Regions from separate parts of the Mus musculus genome. Here all the other regions are linked to region 1. The links are chromatin contacts, called in public promoter capture Hi-C maps. All regions are on one chromosome and are shown on one strand. Each heading gives the region's core, a stretch centred on a gene start, on an enhancer-like site or on the middle of the called end of the contact. The rest is flanking DNA. Distances are from core to core; before and after follow the strand shown. Region 1 holds the start of Mtx3 (metaxin 3). Region 2 holds the start of A630019I02Rik (RIKEN cDNA A630019I02 gene). Region 3 has its middle 18 kb from the start of Gm41019.

The links. Promoter capture Hi-C pulls out the DNA fragments that hold promoters and counts their contacts.
Region 2: a contact with region 1 is called in a promoter capture Hi-C map of pre-B cells, with 6 times the contacts expected there. The contact joins the promoter of A630019I02Rik here to the promoter of Mtx3 in region 1. A contact is called at or near these places in 15 of 39 promoter capture datasets (the 3T3-L1 cell line, the C10 cell line, the HPC-7 cell line and 10 more) and 1 of 115 datasets of contacts at active chromatin or transcription factors (memory CD8 T cells).
Region 3: a promoter capture Hi-C map of hippocampal neurons shows a contact between it and region 1, with 2.8 times the contacts expected there. The contact joins the enhancer-like site here to the promoter of Mtx3 in region 1. A contact is called at or near these places in 8 of 39 promoter capture datasets (the 3T3-L1 cell line, the C10 cell line, hippocampal neurons and 3 more), 4 of 484 Hi-C or Micro-C datasets (brain, cerebellar granule neurons, cerebral cortex and 1 more) and 1 of 115 datasets of contacts at active chromatin or transcription factors (cardiomyocytes).

The regions. Positions count from the first base shown.
Region 1 is chr13:92,843,158-92,846,822 of GRCm38.p6, reverse strand. It overlaps Mtx3 (metaxin 3), which reads right to left and starts at 2,055. Exons shown (of 9, transcript NM_001162945.2): 1 at 1,956-2,055; 2 at 1,548-1,617; 3 at 1,126-1,202. The coding sequence starts at 2,036.
Region 2 is chr13:93,093,176-93,096,840 of GRCm38.p6, reverse strand. It overlaps A630019I02Rik (RIKEN cDNA A630019I02 gene), which reads right to left and starts at 2,008. Exons shown (of 4, transcript NR_046182.1): 1 at 1,678-2,008; 2 at 1,102-1,127; 3 at 790-986; 4 at 1-308. Cmya5 (cardiomyopathy associated 5) reads left to right here. Exons shown (of 13, transcript NM_023821.3): 2 at 1-3,665.
Region 3 is chr13:92,985,979-92,989,643 of GRCm38.p6, reverse strand. No RefSeq gene overlaps it. Among named protein-coding and RNA genes, the nearest start is that of Gm41019, 18 kb to the left of the region's middle. Within about 2 kb of position 1,668, at least 40 of the 459 cell types and tissues checked have an H3K27ac peak or open chromatin away from gene starts, as enhancers often do. A contact at or near this core is called in brain, cerebral cortex, forebrain and 1 more, where this site is marked.

The DNA.
Region 1 (3,665 bases), core at 806-3,305:
CATTCCTAGGACAAGGGAGATAAACAAGTTAGAACTCCTATTCTCCCTCACAAATGTCAAACCTAACATTAAGAGGGAGGAATACTAACCAATGAAAACTTTCTTAATGCACCATACACAAAAAAACCCCAATGTTGCTTACAGCTTGTCAACTACATTCTATTGCTTTCATGCTTATCAATGACCTTTGTTCAAAGTATGGCACGTGGTACAAGTTAATGAATAAAAGCAATTGTTTTTCATAAGGAAGGAAAAAAACATACAGTTCATTAAAATGTTTTTTTTTCCATAAAAAAAGGAAACTTCTCAATTTAGAAACGGTTCAAATTTTAATGGTACAAGATTTTTTTCTTAAAGTACTGACAAATCACGTATACCCGTCATGTTTATAGGAATCATTTTATGTTTAAATATCATGACTTACTACATAAATATTTACACTTCACACACTTTAGATACGTGCTTTCATAAGGCGTGTAACTATCAGATAAGTGCTTTTTTAAAGTAGAAATACAAAACTCAGTATTCAACTCAGTGGTAGAACGCTTGCCTACCAGTGACTACAAGGTCCCGTATTCAAATCTCAGCATAAAACCAAACCAAACCAAACAATAACAACAAAAGTGATCAAATAAAATAGTTGCCATATGATGGGAACTCGGGTGTCACACTTAGCATGAAATGTATAGTAACAACAGGACTAAAGTGATAACATTATCAACAAGAATAAGTCTGAATAACTAAATTGAATCTTATATCCTTTTCAAGAAATTCACAATAAATACATTACATATACTTCATTAAACTTCCAGATCACAGTAAAATAAAATGCATGCCTTTCAGCACCAGTAAGCAAGTCTTTGTTTCTCTATTGTCAAGATCCAGGCATTCCCAGTTGCCCCAAAAATTAAAATCACCTTATAGTGAACTAAAAATAAGTCATACAGGATGCCAGGTGTAATTGTCACACCCACAATTCTAGCATTTAAAGCCAGTCTGTGCTGCACAGTGGCAGCATAGATTAGCATGTAACCCAGTCTGAAATAACAATAATAATAATAATAATAATAATAATAATGAGTAACATGCAGAAAACTACCTACTTCTTCTAAAGGAGCTACCCACCTGTTTTCTTAGAAAGTTTAGAATTTTTGCAGGCTTAGAAACAATGCTGTCTTCAGTTGTCAAAATTGGTACATCACCTATAATCAAAAACAATTTACACACAAGCAAACACCGTGATTTATTCTGAAGATTACAATGCCTTAAAAACTACACCAGTTGGCACATGGAAGAGTATGGGTATAAACTTCTGTGGGCTTTACAAAGGGCAGCACTAAAAAACATTTTCGTCTCTCCAATTTTCCAGGTTTGTCTTGTACCTTTAGTTCTTACTCGAAATGACCAAACACAACCAACACACAGCCAAGGTCATTCTAAGAAGCTAAGACGCCCCAAGTACTCTTGGGCTATATGGCTGTAATGCAGAAAGGGATGCAACTGTTGAAAAGGGCAGAGAGGGGGGCGTTTGAAAGCTTATACTGTACCTCTTGACCCTCTCCAGGTGTTATCTATAATATTGATTTTCAAGGGCGCGCCAGAAAACTTGGCATAAGCCTGAAACAGAGTTTGCAATAAGAGATTTTAGACACTGAGAGCAGGCTTGCAAGGTCTGCAGCACGGCTCTGACTGATGCACCCTCAAAGGCAGCCTGAGGCTGCCCACGCCCCTCCCCCGTCCGCCATCGGGGACGCGCAGGCTCCCCGCTCCTGGGGACCTCGGATGCAGGAGGCAGGGCCTGAGGTTGCGGGGCCGCGTGTGTGCTTCTCCAACTGCAGGAACAGCGCCGCCGGGCCGCCGGGACCTGACGCTTGCAAGCGGCCCGCCGGTCTCCAGCGGAGCCCGCGGCTAGCCAGCCCAGTCCTCCCGCGCCCTGGCCCGCGAGGCGGCCTCACCAGCACCACCAAGGACTCGCTGTGGACCGAAGGGAGACCCCAGCCTCCTCCCCAGCAGCTGAGCTCCATGGGGGCCGCCATCTTGCCGGGGCTGACCTCTGTCACCCGGAAGTACTCGTACCGCCCACTCTCCAGCACGTGGAATGGAGGGGGGCGGGACGAGGAGCTGGGACTGACTCCTTGGGGCTTTGGACAGAGTCAGAAAGGACAGCAGCAGGCCTTTGAGAGAAGGTTTAGCAACCAGACTAGGAGCTGTGCCGGAAGGGAAACAGACCTCCTAAGAGTCCTCCAAGTATTTATTGCATTCAGTATTAATGTACAACAAAACTTGAAAGCATCACTATGGTATATATAAATCTGTACAAAAGTAGTTTAAACTGACATGGAGGTCGTCGGTACAAGTTTGCGATGTTCAGTCATTGTGATGGTCCTTTGCCTGCCTGCCTTTCCAGTCTCAATTTCAGTTGGCATTCTTATGTTAATGTGATTCAACCTCATTCAAAATTAACCCTGTTCCTAAGTTTTTAACAGGGGACTCCAACGTGCACACTCCTTTAATTCAGAATGGCTTTCCTCTCTAGTGGCTCTCCCCAAACTAAGTTTAGTGTGGCTGGAGAGGTTGCTCAGTTAAGAGCAGTTTTTGAAGACTTGTCTTGGTTCCCCCAACCTACGCTGTGTTCACAGTCATTTTACTCCAGTTCTTTGAGACCTGAGTCCCTCTTCTGGCCTGTACCGGCACTAGCCCTTCACGTGGTGCATACGTGCAGGCAAAGCACACACATAAAAAGATTTTTTTTTTTTGAGTTAAACTTAGCTTTTTCAAAATCATGAATTTCTTCCAGCTTCCTGAGGCTCCCTGTATGCACTTGAATTTTGAATTTTGCTTCTGTCCATATTCACAGGCCTTTTGCCATCCACTCTACAGAAGCTCTTTGTGGCTTCCTAGGTGTGGGGCCAGTGAAGACACAGAAGGTCTTGTGTTTAGAAAGGCTCTTCATTCACGTCATGTTCTGCTATCACTCTCTTGAGGTCATAATCTTGGTGCAAAGGGCTCTGCACTTTTATTTTAGACTAAGCATTGTAAGTCATTCAGCCAGTCTTGTCTTTGGACCTAATGGGCATGCACTAAATATTAATTTCTCAGAAAAACCATTAAAGAAAAAACTTGGCAATGTGGAGATTTGGGCATACTGTTTGGATCTCAGAATCAGGACCTGGGAGCTGTGTGATTTTTATAGACAGAACAATAGTCTTTCTGGAACAGCCCTTTTGATACATCTTTGGGTTTTCTATTTTCCTCTATCACAAGAAGATGCTAGGGTCCCCTTCAATTGAAACCTATTGCCGTAACAATAATATTCAGCAACATTTTCTAGGCATTTTTCTGCACAGTAAGGGGGCAACTCTCCAAAATTACAGTTCTGATTTCCTAAAGTCTTTTTTAAATATTTTGCCTCAAAAATAGTATATCTCAAAAATGGAAAGAAAAGACATTCCAATCCTAAAAGTCCATTAGTCACACTTTTTAAGTAGGAAATGCTTAGCAAATGTATAGTTGAAACTAAACAACACATTTATTGAGCAGAGAGTACATCTGAGGTACTAGGAGGCTCTGGAAGAATACATAGATGGATGTGGAGTGTCTCCTTAGGAATGTATAGTCTACAAACCAGACATTACACATAGGTAAATATAAAAAGCCATTGTTCC
Region 2 (3,665 bases), core at 759-3,258, 250 kb before region 1:
CCATAGTCCACAGAGGGGAGGAGCATGCGCCTGAGCCCATAGTCCACAGAGATGAGGGGCATGCACCGGAGCCCATAGTCCACAGAGAGGAGGAGCATGTGCCTGAGCCCATAGTCCACAGAGATGAGGGGCATGCACCTGAGCCCATAGTTCACAGAGAGGAGGAGCATGTGCCTGAGCCTGAGTCCATAGTCCACAGAGAGGAGGAGCATGCGCCTGAACCCATGGTTCTTAGAAAGGCACAACTAGAGAGGGGAGTGGAAACTTCTACGCCAATCACGGATACCACTGAACCCGAAGATTCTAGTCTAGAAGAAGAGATCATAGAACTTGATTACCCGGAAAGTCCTTTAGCTTCTAAGGAGACTTCCCCATCGCCTTTGTCCCCTGAAGTAGAGCACAGAAAAGAGCCCATTCTACCAACACAGATGACATTCACACCTGAACGTATCACTTTGTCCGAGGAAGAAAGAGAAGAAAACGAGTCTGTTTCTACCGATTCTGCTTTTGTATCTGAGTATTCAGTCCTACAGGATTTGAACCATACACCAGAGAAGCTGGAAGTAGAGGCAGTTTCTGTATCTGATGTGAAATCTAGCAATGAACCTGCAGTCTTTTCAGAGGACGACGAGGAACGTGAGTCTTATTCCCCAGCTATGACCTCTGTATCTGAGCAGTCTCTTTCTCCATCCACCACTGAGAAGACATCTGCCATCCAGTCCCCACTCTTTTCAACAGTTTCACCAGTCCTGTCTGGAGATGAGGCCTCAGAGAGCGTGTGTCACTCACCAGAATCTGAATCTGCGGCTGAGTATTCTGTTCCAGCACATGCGCAAGAGTTGCTGTTGAAAACAGGTGACCACAAGCTCCCATTAAAGTCCCAACGTGTTTCTGAGCCCATCATTCAGGCAGAAGATGAGAAAGAAGATATTGGGCTACTTCCCCCAGCAGCACTGAGCCAGGCAGTTCTATCGGAAGATGAGAGTCTAGGAAGTGGAAGTTTCGCATCAGATTCAAAGCTGCCATTTAAACCCTCGGTTTCACAAAATGCAACACGGGAATCCCCCCAAAAAACAATAGATGACATGCCCCAATTCAAACCAAGAGGCCTTTCTGATCCTGCAACCCTGTTAGAAGAAGAAAAGGAAGCCATTGGAGTTGGGCTATCTTCATCCAATGAGGTCTCTGCAGTGGAATGCGCTCTCCCCCCACAAACCACTGAGCTGCTTTCTGAAAGCCATGCCCCACCTCCCTGGGCCATCTCATCCGAACAAGTGGTCCAATCAGAAGAAGGGAGCAGAGACCAGCAGCGGGGCTCATTCTCTTCCACACCAGAGCTTGGCCACACATCTCCTCTGCTTCTAAAGGGTGCCTCCTCACCCACAGGTCTATCAGAGCAAGGGCAGGAAGAGGACAATATTGGGCCCCTTTCCCCTGATTCTGCATTTGCGTCAGAATTCTCATTCTCACCCTATCCGACTCAGGAACTAGAGAAGAGAGAGCTGGGGCGGGATTCTCCACTGTGCTTAACGTCCCCCTCTGAGCAGACTGTTCTGTCTGATGAGGACACGGAAGAGGCTGACCTCTTTTCTCCGGATTCAGCATCACAGGTGTCAATCCCACCATACCGAATCGCAGAAACAGAGCAAAACAAGGTCGAGCCAGACGAATTACTACCTAGGAGGTCTGCTCCAGACTATCCCTACTTCTCAGAGGCAGATGAAGAAGAGGCGGGGTCCTCAGTGGTCACGCCTGTGCCTGAGCATTCTGAGCCATCGCAGGAGCGGGAGGAGTCTTCCCCTTGTAGGCCTGTGTTCGAAGATCTGAGCCTGCTACCTTCGGCAGATAAGACCGGCCAAGCAGAAACTATGTCAGATGTTCCAACAATTTCAACCTCTGTGTCTGAATATCTCATCCTGGCACAGCAGGAGAAAACTCAGGCATCTTTGGAGCCTGAGGCTGAAGATTTGGTACCACCACCAACCAGTGGATGGGAGAAGAGAGATGCAAAGAGTAGTCTGCCAGCAGTTACAATAGCAGCTTCCTCTTCTGCACTCTCATCAGTGGTAAAGGAAGAAACCACATCCGTTTTGCCCACCTCTCAGCCCTCAGTTTCACCCGAGTCAACCTGTGTGCTTAAGCCAGAGCAGGAGCCCACAGCACCTCTCACTCTAACAAGTGCAGATGAACAGATGGCTTTGCCCAGAGTCGGAAGGGAAAAAGCTGTGCTGGATTCTCAAGAAGCGACAGCACACAAATCGCAGGATCAGACACCAGAGCCTCGGCTCCCAAATGTTCCAGGGTCTGGGATGAAATATTCAGTTTTGTCTGACTTGGGAGATGAGCCAAAGGCGGATGTCAAACTCAATTTAGCTCCAACTGTGACTTCTGAACTAGAACAGAGAATGTTGTCAAAGAATGAGCCTGAAGTGGCAAAACCACACTCACCTCCAGAGGAAACATCTATTTCTGGACCTAAGGTTTTATCTGCAGTGAAAACGGAAGTGAAACAGGAGTCCAAAATAACCAGGGAACTTCCTGCGGCTTCATCGGGGAGAGAGAGGGGAGCAGAACACAGTCCACCTGCACCACCTGCACTTCCAGCATTGATGGAAGAGATGGGGAAAGACACAGAAGCCAGCTCTTCTGCCACCACAGTGCCAGTAACTAAGCTTGATTCAAATTCAACTAAATTAGGCAGGGATGAAGTCCTGACAGATCCATCTCTTGCCAGCCCTGTGGAACACCCAGGCTTAAAGGGAGTAGGGAAGAGCGAGTTAGGCAGTGGTTTGCCTTTGCCCAGCATGTCTACCTCAGAGGTGTTAAGGCCTGAACCCAAACTTCCTGTCAACTCAGGGGTTGAGGTAGAGAGAGAAGACAACGAGCCACCTCCATTGCAAGTGTCACCCACATCCAAACCCACGGTGCCAAATGACAAACACGAGGAGATAACAAGGTCTCCTGATTCTGAAAATGTAGTTTCAGATGATTTAGCTCCAACATTACTGGCCCTCAGACATGAGATGAACAGGCAAGCAGAGGAGACATCTTCTCCAGTGCCGGGGAGTTTCCTGTCAGGAGAGCAAGAGCTTATAAAGCTCCCCCCAGAGCCTGAGAAGCACAAACAGTTATCAGAAGTACCAACTGCTGGGTCAGAACTCATTGATAGTAGAGATAGAGATAGATCCTTAGGTATAGAACCAGTAAAACCCATCGGAACGGAACCAGGGCCTTCTATCTTAGAAAAGGGCCCCGCTGAGCTTCAGAGAAGAGGAAAAGAACAAGAAGAAAACAGGAAGCTTCCTGTGCCTGCCTCAGCTCCATTAGAGACTGCTTCTTTTGACCTCCCCATTGAGCAAAAAGAGCCTAAACGGACCCTTCATGAGGGCCAAGCTGTTGAGGTGCCTGATGAGAGCAGCTCTTCTGCAGATAAGCCAGAGCTGGGTGTTAAACAATTGGCAGAGAAGAAGGAGAATTTGGAGCAACCCAAGCCATTTGTGACAACTGAGCGTGCCAGTGTTACAGGATCAAAAGTGAAAGAGAGTCTCATTTCTCCAAAGGACAACACCTGGATGCTGGAAAAGCCAGATGGCTTAGTCAATCAGCATGAAGATAGAAAACCAGGAACTGGGCAGCTGGAGTCCTCTGAGAGCACTGATCTGATG
Region 3 (3,665 bases), core at 419-2,918, 140 kb before region 1:
GAATTTTGGTGGTGGTTTCTTTATTTTGATAGACCATCTAATGAAGACAGAAATGTTCTCTCTGGCAGGTCATTGTCCTCTGAGACTTGCTGGGGGAGGGCTCTCTTAGTTGCTAAGATTTTATATCTGCTTTTCTCTAGGGAGGGCAGACCATGGTACCATTTGTCTAAATAATTCTGGGAGCATCCTCTGCAGTTACCTCCTGATATGCTATTGCGGTCCAAGGACCTGTAATCCAAGCACTCTGTTTAAAATGTTTATTAGAGAAACTAATTAATAAAACACCCATCCCCCCCCCCAAACAGAGGAGTAAACAATTCAGGAGACCGAGAAGCTAGACTTTAGGGGAAGACTTCCTGTGTAAGCCTTGCTGCTAACAGCCCTAGGTTTCTTGTTTTCAATAGATCATTTGGATTTTAAAACTAGCACACAGAAAGATAAGTTATAATCCATAATTTGAGAGAGCTTTATCATCAAGTGCTCAGAACACTACGAAAACAGGGTGGTTTGTTTAATCTTCAATCCTGGGCATCAAACTCGGGGCCCTGTTTATACCAGGCCAGTGCCCACCTGTGAGCTATCTGTTTGGTCTGGAGCTCTCTGGACTGGGTCTCACCATTTAGCTAAGGCTGGCATTGGTATTGCAAAGTTGGCACAAACTCCAGATCCTCCTGCCTCAGCCTACTGAATGCTGGCATTGGCAGATGTGTGCCAGTGCACCCAGAGAAAAGCAGATTCCTAAAATAAAACCTGCACAGCAGACACAACTGAGAGTGGGCGCACTCTAATCAGGGTGGGGGGAAGGAGGCTCAGGAGCTCCGGGCCTCCTCTTAGGAGATGCACCAAACCAACAGAGGTGGGAAGGAGGTGGGTTGCTCCCGAGGAGAGAACTGCGGAAAGGACGTCCAGAACTGCTTGGTTTTGAGGCCTTTCATAACCGGCTGCCTTATGTTGCTGTAATTTCCAACACCACAGCAACAGCCTTCCGCTCCATTGGAGCTGGGCATTGCTGAGAACAGTAAGCTCGGCGGCTCAGAAGTGATCACTCTGATCCCTTACAGGAGACACCAAACTGACGATCAGGCGGAAACAACAGGATTACCAGCAGCTCCTACAGCCACACTGAACAGGAAGCAGTTCTAGGTGCAGGCAAAGCTGGATAAAGGAGCTCTAATTGGTTTTTAAAAGGGGGGCAGGGTGGGTAGAATATATAAATTCATGTCATTGAAAATCCCAAGGAGGCCCAGGCTTGCATTATTATTTTTACTCTCTTCCTATCATCCTTTTTTTAAATGACAATATGCCTCTGTTCTAGCTCCTCCAACAGAAGAATTTCTCTCCTAATTCCACCGACTCTGCAGTTGGCTGATGGTATAGCTGCTCTCACTGTCTACCTCTAAGCTGATCTCTATGGTCAACATGTCATTCTACTCTGATGTTGAGAACTGAGTCCACACTCATTTTGAGTCACAAGGAGAGAAAACAACACTTAAGCCCCCGGAGCTGAAAACAGGACAGGCTGGGCTGCCCACAGGATTGGGGACCACACAGTCTGCCCACAGGAGGACTGAGGCTGGGCTGCCCACAGGAGGAAGTGGGGCCGAAGCACAGGCAAGGTGAGGCCACTGGAGAGAGCAAGGCAGGCAGTTCAAGGAGAAATTAGATGTAGTCACCAGTGCACATGATCTGGAGAGGCTGGAGATGAAGTGAATGTCTGTGGACTCTAGACAGGGTGTCTGACTCATCTGTTCTCTGAAAGGTCAGAAATATGGGAGGGAGACAGATGGCTAGTGGATGCGAGGGTGAGTGGGAGTTTCAGAGACAGAGGCCAGGGGCTGTTGTCTATAGAAGTCTTTAGGGAAGGAAAGAACAACTTGCTGGGCCCAGATTCTGCCTGCTAGTTAACTGGATGAGGCGGCGTGCCCCACGCTGGGAGGACCGACATCAAGACTCTTCGCGTTTCTGTCCTCAAGGTCCCAAAAGAAGCTTGCAGCATAAATGCAAAGAGGGAAAGGGAAGAAAGAGTTCCTGACTCCCAGACTTTAGAGAGGGACAGGCAACGGTGAGGAGCTGACACTGTCATAAGCATCACGGAGGGGATGCCGGGAATGCCGGCGTCAGTCCAAGATCCAGAGAGGTTTTCCAGGGAAGGGGGTGCCGGAGTTCAGCTCTTTTAGGAAGCATTATGAAGAGATGAGGGGACAGGAAAGAGCCACACAGTTTCTTACTGGGCTCACCAGTGGGTCCCAGGGCCTCACACAGGAGCTTCTGAAAATGTTCACAGGCACCGCACAATTAGGCATCACTGGAGGTCACTGTAGCCCCAGGCTTGCTATGGTGTGGGAGAGAAATGGATGGAGTCAGCGGCAGAAACAAGGCAGGTGAAGAGAGACCCAAGAAAAGACAAAGAGAGTAGGTGGCTGCACAAGCAGATTCGAGGAAAAGGTGGGAGTTTGGGGACGCCCCCACTTTCCAGGGCACACCTATTGCAGAGCCCATTTCTACCCTTCCAGCCTAGAATGCCTCCCCACATCACCCGAGCCTGTTGCAGCCAGCAGAAACAGGCAAGGTAACAAAACGCAACACAAGCAGATAAGAACCTGGGGAAAAACAGTCACTTCTGAAATACCACAGCTTTTCTTTCAGAGACAGGCGATTAAAAATAAGGCGGAAAAGAATACCCCAAACCACGGACAGTGAGCGTCCAAAGTGGCAAAGTCTGTGTATAACACTGCCCTCTGCTGGCCATAGCTGGACCTGCAGCTGAATGGCAGAGGCACCTGGTGAATTGGGCTTTGAGTCACCTGTCCTGCTCTTAAGAAAGAACTGATTCCGCAGCTTTGGCTTGTAAAGTTTCTAGTTGACTGTTCTAATAAGGTTTCTAAAAACCTTAAGGGAATCGATGAGGGTTTGTTTGTTTTGCATTTTGATGTACGTGTAATGGTCACAGTCGCTTAGAGATGGGCTATAACCATAGAACAGTCTCCTAGAATTAACTAACTTTCAAATAATGTCTGATAATTCCATGAAGGTAACAGTAATGAACGACATGAATAGCATGTGTATTCATTGGCATCCTCTGTACATTACATTAAATTTTATATGTGTGTGCAGGTGACATATGAGGGGGGAAAGAGAGAGAGAGAGAGAGAGAGAGAGAGAGAGAGAGAGAGAGAGAGAGAGAGAATGAATATCATTCCACAGGCACAGTCCACCTTTCTACCTTTCTAATACTTTTTAAGACAGGTTCTCTTACTCACTGGCCTGGAGCTTGACAATTAAGCTTTGAGGACTGGCCAACCAGCCCCAGGGGCCCACTTGTTTTTATGTCCCCAGCTCTTAGATTATGGGTACCAAGTCCACCCTGTGGAGGGGAGAGCAGAGATTCCGATGGCCAGCTGCCCATCTCCACTATCTCTCCAGTATAAGATGGTTCACTGCTCTCTGGATCAGCTATCCCAAGGGCCTGTCAGCATTGAGTCCTCTGTGAGATTCTTTTGTTGCTGATGAAGAACTTCTGTTTCCTCCGTCTTATTTAAACCACAGGGTGATCAATGTCACGGGGCGCACAGAGCCCTGACCCGTGTCTCACGATGTGTTGACACATGAGAGTTTCTTTCACTCTATCTTGTAGTTGGTTGTGACAGGCTTGTCCTTCCAGAGGT